2 separate regions of the Mus musculus genome follow, and region 1 is linked to region 2. Evidence: chromatin contacts called from public Hi-C data. All regions are on one chromosome and are shown on one strand. Each heading gives the region's core, a stretch centred on a gene start, on an enhancer-like site or on the middle of the called end of the contact. The rest is flanking DNA. Distances are from core to core; before and after follow the strand shown.

What was found. A called contact is a pair of places that touch in the nucleus more often than the background predicts.
Region 1: a Hi-C map of cerebral cortex shows a contact between it and region 2, with 4 times the contacts expected there. The contact joins two enhancer-like sites. A contact is called at or near these places in 26 of 484 Hi-C or Micro-C datasets (the HL-1 cell line, adipose-derived mesenchymal stem cells, brown adipocytes and 16 more).

The regions. Positions count from the first base shown.
Region 1 is chr11:109,191,797-109,195,924 of GRCm38.p6, forward strand. No RefSeq gene overlaps it. Among named protein-coding and RNA genes, the nearest start is that of Gm39440, 26 kb to the right of the region's middle. Within about 2 kb of position 1,580, at least 12 of the 459 cell types and tissues checked have an H3K27ac peak or open chromatin away from gene starts, as enhancers often do. A contact at or near this core is called in cerebral cortex, where this site is marked.
Region 2 is chr11:109,031,529-109,035,777 of GRCm38.p6, forward strand. It overlaps Gm36876 (a long non-coding RNA gene), which reads left to right. Exons shown (of 4, transcript XR_389100.4): 4 at 1,211-3,255. Among named protein-coding and RNA genes, the nearest start is that of Gm24149, 33 kb to the right of the region's middle. Within about 2 kb of position 1,288, at least 22 of the 459 cell types and tissues checked have an H3K27ac peak or open chromatin away from gene starts, as enhancers often do. A contact at or near this core is called in cerebral cortex, where this site is marked.

The DNA of each region.
Region 1 (4,128 bases), core at 330-2,829, 160 kb after region 2:
ACTCCAAGCACATGAGGCACATGTAGTCAGATTCTTACAGACAGAAAGTAGAGTGGTAGTTTTAGGATGGGGTAATGGGAATCAGGTGTTTAATCAACACAGAGGGTTTTTTTTTTTCTTTTTTTAGGCAGGGTGAGGAAAATTCTGTGGGTGGATGATGGCAGTGACTATGTGTATATGTAGTTAGTGCTGTGAGATTATACAGTTATGAATGGTTATAAGGTAAATATTACACAGTGAATTCTTTGCTACATTTAAAAGGAAAAGATTTGTGGTGCAGAATATAATTTTCCACAATTTCAAAAAATTACATTGATTGATTGATTGATTGATTGATTGATTGCTGTGTGCATGTGCACCATGGCGTATTTGTTGTTGAGGATGATTGTTTCGGTTGTCTGTGGGATCTGGAGATTGGAATCAAGTCGTCAGTGTTGGTAACAGTTGCCTTTATCTTGCCAGTCCTCCACAAACTTTACAAAAGTAAAATATCGCATATCGAGGAATCTTTAGACATCACCCCTCCTCTCTGGGTAGAGGACGTAGAGGTAGAAGCTTCTAGAAGCACCAAGACTTAAGAACCAAGTGCCAAGTGGCAGCCTTTCCACGTATTCTAAGGAGGACCATTCAATCACATTCCTGTTCGTTATGGGCAAGTTCCCTCCCTTCAGGGTTTAAAGAAAAGTCCTGAAGCCTTGTGTGGTGGGGAAGGGGTGGGGAACAGGGGTTGCTGAAGGAGGAACCATCTAACAGGGTTGACATCCAGGTCTAATGTCCCTCCCATTCATACCAGTAAGGATCTGTTAGGAGAATCCAAAACAACAGAAATAGAGATATAGAGTAGAAAGTCCTGAATATTTTAGAGCATTGAAGGGCTAGATATTTCTCCAGCCTCCAAGGGCCCATCTGTTTGTGCAGGTGGGGCAGATTCACCAGCATGGGCCAGGGCTCTGAGGGCCTCCAAGCAACCCATGGCTCTGCCACCTGCTGCTTTGGTGACCTTTGGCATAGCCTGTCATCGATCTGAGCCTGTTTCCTATATGTAACCGAGCAGCCCTGAAGTACCTCAGGGTTGTCATGACAAATCAGGGCAGTGTTGTATCAAGTTCCTAGTGTCAACCAAAGCCAGCGTTCTGTTCCCCAGCATCTGCTCAAAGCCTCCCACACGGGCTCACTGGTGGATGACAGGCAGGTAGTGGGTTTCCCTACGGGCCACTCCAAAGACTGACCTGTCATCCCTCAAACCCAAGGGGGGGCTCTTTTCTGGGAGGGTGGTCTGATTGGGGTTAGTGGACACCTGCTCTGAGTGCCCGGATGCAGGCATCTGTGTAAACTTGCCCCCGATGGCATGCCCACAGGCCTGCCAGGGTGATGACTGAGCCCATCGCAAGAAATCCCGCAGTTCGGCTAACTTCTAAGTAAAAAAGACCTGGGTGGCGCAGCCTAGGGCAGAGTTGATTATTGTGGCAAGCAGATCTGCAGGCCCTCCGTGGAGCAAATGCCATGCTTCTGTGGGGATGGAGCCTTTCCGGCCAAGAGAAGATCGGATAGCAAGGAGGGCAAGGGACTTCTGAAGCACAAGACACCCCCCTCCTGGCCTCTGGAGGAACTGCACCCTAAGTTGCAGCCTCTGAGCTCCCTGGCCTGGGGTAGCATGACCCAGGCCTGAAAGGGGCCAGTTGATACTAACTGTTCATCGCTGCTCTATAGCTAAGAGCAGAGACTCCTCATTCTTGTAAGGGTAATGGGGCCTGGCTGTAATGAGAGTCTCCTTACAGGAGCTGGAACAAGGTAATGTTCTGCTACAAAGCCGGATGGGAGAGAGGGAGGGGGAGGGGGAGAGGGAGAGGAAAGAGAAGGGAGAGGGAGAGCAAGCACTTTTCTGGATGCTTTTGTGTTAGGAAATGAAGACTCCTTAGTCTTAATTCTATGTGTCTGAGGGTCCTTCATGTTGGAGCTCCGGAGCTGGTTCCACAGATAAAATTCTTGCTGTGCAACTGTGAGAATCTGAGTTCAAATCCCAAGAGCCCACTTCAAGCTGGTGTGGGACCCCAGAACCCATAAACGTGGGTATGGCACCATGCAACCATATCCTAGTACTTTTATGGTGTGATGGAGACAAGTTTTAGGTCCTCCTGGAAGCATGCAAGCTGGCTAGCCTGTCATACACAGAGTATCAGTCAAAACAGGGACTCTGTCTCAGAGAGGACTGACACCCAAAATTATGCTCTGTCCTCCCCTCTTGTATGGTAGTATATACATATGTAGTACATATATGTGTGCATGTGCACGTGAGCACATGCAAGCACACACACACACACACACACACACAGAGAGAGAGAGAGCTTCGTGTGGATCTACTTAGCCGAAGCAGAAATCACAAACAAAAAGGATAAAGTACTTGCCCCTGAGCTGCATCTCATCCCCCCATTTGCAGTCGATGCGTCTGTAAGGACACGCTCACTTTCTCCTCTCTCTGAATACAGTTGAATTGTCACATGACACTTCACTGAAAATATTAAAGCGCAGAGGTCACCCAAACCTGGCTTGAAAGCAGACGATGTTATTTCGTCTCTGAGCGATGCATATTTGGAATATTAATGTAGATTCTTTGGTGACAGACTTGCCTTCTTGGCAAAGGCAGATAGAACGTTTGAAGGGAGGTCCCACTTTAATTTTTGACAAGTGTTAGGAAGGATTTGAGAGGCAGAAAGAATGAAAGTCAGCTTGCAGGTCAGAGTCAGGAGAGGGGACAAAGAGACAAGGCTGGCTTCTGGAAGAAAGTGTCTCACTTGATTTCTGCCTCTGCTGAGGGCTCTCTCTCTCTCTCTCTCTCTCTCTCTCTCTCTCTCTCTCTCTTTCTTACTGAGAATGAAGGAGTGAAATGGAGGTGCCTCGGTAAGTCAGGTAACACCCACATAATGATGAAGGTACCAAAGAGTCCTGCAAGCAGTCTATATTTCAAGGAAAAGGGAAGACATCAGGGAGGGGACATTTGTTGTCATCACCTGGGGTGATGGTTGGTTAAGTGTCAACTTGACACAACCTAGAAGTAATTGGGGAGAAAGTCAGTAGGGGATTGTCTTGATTTTTAATTGATATGGGAAGACCCAGCCCACCGTGGGCAGCACCATTCCCTAGGTAGGTATGTCAGGGAGGAGAAAGCAAGCAAGCCGAAAGCCTCACACATTCATCTCTTTGTTTTTGCCTGCAGATGTGATGCAACTAGATACCTCTAGATCCTGCCACTGGATTCTCTGCTATGATAGACAAAGTAGCCTGGAATTGTAAGCCAGATAAGCACTTTCCTCTCTTAAGCTGCTTGTTGTCTGAGTGTTTCAGCAGAGCAACAGAATCGAAACTGGAGCAGCTGGCTTCAGAACTACATCCAGCTCCACATCTTCTGGTTCAAGGTGTGGTTCACCCTGGGAGACCCACAGGGAACGGTCATCAGGCAAAATCAGGACCTAAGGGATTTGGCGGTGGCCACATCCTGCGTGAGGGAGTGGAGGAGATGAACGTTACATCTTCAGCCAGCTTCATTCATGGACACCAAGCTCTCATCACCCAGAAGAAAAGAAGAAGGAGAAAGCAAGGTGTTAACAGTGCATAGGTTCCACCTGCTTGGTGTAATCACATGCTTTTTGGTCCCCAAAGTAATGACCCTGAGACTTCTTGTATATGAATAAATGCCTCAACCAAAAGCTAGCTGTCTCTATTGTCTGACTAGTTCATATCTCAATAATCCTGTTATTCTACTCTAAGTTCTGCCACGTGGCTGGTTTCCTGGTCCTCAGTTTCATGTAACTATGTCAGGGGGCCAAATCCTCTTCCTATGCCTGTCTCTTTCCCAGAATCCTCTCTCTCTCTCTCTCTCTCTCTCTCTCTCTCTCTCTCTCTCTCTCTCTCTCTCCTATTTCCTGCCTATGCTAATAAGCCGACAGCATATTATTGAGAGGTGATGCTTCCATACACTGCACAAGAGATTCTACAACTCGGCACCTTAATCCCACCACCACCCTTGTCACATATGTGAATTTGAGAGTTCGGGAGACCAAAGTCGTCTGGTGAATGGAGAAAGAACCAAAGTCCAGCACAGAGATTCTGGGATTCAAATTGTTTCTCTTG
Region 2 (4,249 bases), core at 38-2,537:
GCTTGTCCATGTGCAGGTCAACCTTGGATATTGTTCCTCACACACTGTTCTTCTTTTCTTTCTTCTGAGCAGCGTTTTCCACTGGCCTACAACTCAGTAAAAGACTCAAGGAATACATGTGTCTCCGTCTCCCCAGAGTGGGGGTTACAGATTCATGCCAACACATCCAGCTTTTGAAGCATGGGTTCTGGGCAGAGAATTCTGCTCCTGGAGCTGGCAAGCTGATTTCTTCTTAGACTGAGTCATCATCTCCCTAGCCTGTGTCCAACCTGGGGACATCACAGTGCAATGTTGTCATCGACAGAATGTCACTCCTAAGAACTGCATGAATCAGTTGAAAGAGCTATCATAAGACCAAAATTTATGACTATGTTTTATGCTTAGTTTCATACCTGAGCAAGGCTGCATGTAGCTTCATAAGACCCATAAGTTGGACACACATGATGAAGACATCTTTGATTGTCATGGGTAAAGGGTTGCTACTGTCCTAAGGTAAATAGGGACCAAGAGTATTGCTCAACACATTATAAAGCACAGTTATCCCCAGACAAAGACAATTTCAGTCCCTGGTGCAACATGCTTGCCAGGTTAAGCAGGGCTGACTTAGGGTGATAGCTGGAGCAGGAGCGGGAGCGGGGGGGCGGGGGCGGGGGCGGGGGCAGGGGCAGGAGCAGGAGCAGGAGAAGCAGCAGCAGCAGCAGCAGCAGCAGCAGCAAGCTGGGAAACACCCAACTGCATTAGAAGAGAACTAACGGGATATTTAAAAAGTTGTTTACATCATTCAAATTGTGCCTGTGTATATGTGTGCATGAACAACACACCGTGTATGTGTAGGTCAGAGGAAAACTCTTGGAACTTGTTTCTCTCTTCCCACCATGTAGGTTTTGGTGATTAAACTTGGGTAATCAATCAGGGTTGGCAGCAAGTGACTTTACCCACAGAGCCATCTTACCATCCCTCAAGTGGGATATTTAAAAGTGCTCTCCTATTCCTAAGTGCCCTACAGAACTCAGCAGGAACCCCTGATACACAAGTGACAGGAAGAAACAGTATTTTTTGTTCCCAACATCCTCAAAGAGGCATCCTCACTCTTACCCTGGATTGGCCCTGATTTGCTCTACCTTTGAGCCTGAAAGTCATAAGCCCATTTAAGAAGACTCCATTTATAACATCTTCTTGCTAATGAATTCCGGCCTCTCTTCCTGAGCAGATTTGCCCATGGTCTCTGGGACAGAGGACACCTGCCAAGAGAGGAAAGGCTACTAGCAATCATTGTGATTCTGAGTTACCCAGTTGCGAACTCCTTTGAGTCCGGTGCCAGCCTTGGCTAAATCACTGTCCCCTGAACAAATGCTGTTTAAAAACCCAAAGGCAGCTGCGTGGGAGTGAAGTCCAAGATGGCAGCAAGGACAATGGGCTCCTGCTGGCTTCCCGCCCGCTGTGTTTTGATCAGCCAAAGGCTTGATTCTCCATCCCTTCTGTGTGGAGCCAGATGAAAGCCACTGTCGGCAAGCATCCTGCCTGTGATGAAGGGGTGTTTACTCACAGAATGTCACTGTGGACAGCCTCACCCAGGCCTCCAGCAAATGGCCAGACCTGGAACGGCTCAGAGAGGACAAAATGGATGAAGCCAACGAAGCTAAAATGCTGTCTGCAAGTGCCCATCCGAACGAGTCAGTCATGGCTAACACTGGGTCCCTGTGCCTTTGGTTTGTGTCATGGACAGACGTAAGGTCAAGGTGGGATTGCAGGGGAGGATACATGAATAGGAAGGGGGGGGGCGCTCAGTCGGTAAAGTGCTAGCCAGGCATTCATGAAAATCTGAGTGTGATTCCTAGAACCCATGTACAAAAACTAGGCTTGGGGTCAGCAAGATGGCTTCGTGGGCACTTGCTGCCAAGCCCCAAGGCCTGAGTTCAAGCTCTGGGACTCATACAGAAAAAGGAAAGAACCAAGTCTGTAAGTTCTTTGACCTCCCCATGTGTGCACATGCACACACACACACACACACACACACACACACACACACGTAATTAAATGAGCTCAGTGGTACCCATCTGTGATTCCATTGCTGGTGAGGTCTCAGCAGAGGATTCTGGGGTTCACTGGCCAAGAAATCTAGCTGAATCGGTAAAACCTAGGCCAACAAGAGACAGTCTCACAAGCATGGAAGATGGCACATGACGGGCAACGCCCAAGGTTGATCTCTGGCTTCCTGTACACACATCCGCACCTGCACACATGAACATGCACATATCCACATATCATACATACAGGGTGGGCTGGTGGGGAAGGGGAGACCATAGTGTGTTAGAAGGGTGAGTGGGGCTCAACTGAAAAGCACCTGGGTGGGACACAGAAAGGGCTTGTCAACCAGTGACCAGTCGAGTCTCTGGAGCCCAGAGAAAGATAATGCTGCCCTCGAACGCTTCCTTGATTAGCTGTAGTCAGCCACCCACGCTTGCCGAGATCCTGATCTGTGTCATTCTTCCAGGCCTGACCATGCTTCTGCTTGCCGTGTAGGCCACAGGTACCTTCTCCCCTTGCAGAAAGACCAAGTGTCACATTCTTAAACCAGGTTTAAAAACTGAGACCATCGCTTTGTTTTCAGGGGTCCAGAGCCCAGGAGCCCAATAGTACATTCATCTGCTCTGGGGAACGAGGTACCAGCCTGGGATGGCAAGCCTCCAAAGAAAGGTTCTGCCATCCATCCAGATGTAAGGCAGCCTCGGCTTTTGTGTGAGGAGTTGGCCAGTTGCCATGAGCAGTGCAGAAACCCCTTCCTCCCAGGCCTGTGGCTGGAATCGCCACTCACCTCCAACAGCCCCCTCATTAGAGAGATTCAAAGGGGCTTTGAAACATTTCCTTCCAACTTAAAAGCATCAAAGAGGGCATGCCCATAATCCCACCAATCAATCATACACAGTATTTATATTCCTCCACAGCCCCTTCCATTTTTCATCTGTATAAATACATGTTTTATGTATTTATAATTGTGGGGGCATATACTTTATTCAGCATCACTTCCTCTGGATCCCCCAAATTACTACCTAGGTTTAAGTTGCCCGCTCTAACACTGAAGTAATCACACTGATATTTTCTTTACTGTCCCAGCAGAATACAATATTTCTTTTGATTTTAGATTCTTGTTATTTCTTGTTATTATAAAGATGTAATAAACATCTATATACAACTAAGGGTTTTTTTTTCTACTTTGAGTTATTTCCCTGGCATAGATTCCCAGGAGTGGGCGTACTGGGTGAGAGGAAATGACTGCTTTTATAGCTGTTACTATATATGGGCAAATGATTTTCCCAAAAGGATGTATCAGTTATAATAGTTCTAAGAGATGTAACAGTACATGTCATTAGGAGTTGAGGAGACAGACTTAATATTTTTGAGATTAAATGCAGTAGCTTTTCTTTCCCCACTTGTAATGAATTTCACACTCAAAGCCACTCTCCTGCCGAGCTTCCCATGCACGTCATGAACAAATGCTGTTTTTGGTTTGTCTTTCATTTGTCTGTTTGTTTTGTGGGAAGCAACAAAGACTTGCTATATAGCCCAGGCTAGCCTTAAATTTATTATCTTCCTGACTCAGCCTCCATCTAGCCCCTGCCAAGTACTTGGACTATAGATGTGCCTGGCCATATTTAGTAAGAATGCTATTTTGAATCTATCAGTCAATCTCTATATGTCTGTCCATCTGTCTCCTTCCTCCGTTCATTCTTTCCTCCCTCCTTTTATTCCCCTCTTATCCCTCCCTTTCTTTCTCATTCTCCCTCCTTCCCCCTGAAAGGACAGAGCCCCTTGTCAAGCCTAAGCCAGTCTTGAATTTGTTATGTAGTTGAAAATGACCTTGAATTGTCTTATCTGCCTGCCTCCCCTTACCTTCCATATGCTGGGATTGTAGACACGCACTATCACACCTGATTTGTGAGGCGCTGGGATTGAACCCAGGGCTTTATGCATACTAGGCAAGTGGTCTGCCAACTGGCATCCTACTCTGAACGTTTGCCATCCTCTCTGTCTCTGCTTGTGACTTTGCATTTATAGGGACCATTATCAGAGGAGGTAATCAAAGGCCTTGGTAAGTAAGAAAGGACTTACAGAAGATGGGGAACTGGGGACCGATGATTGTGGCTGGAACCAGATGTTGAGATGAGATGGGATTCAACCAGATGATGAGAAAGGAGTCAAGTCTATCCTCTCTGTGTGTGTGTGTGTTTTCCTGCCTATGTACACACAT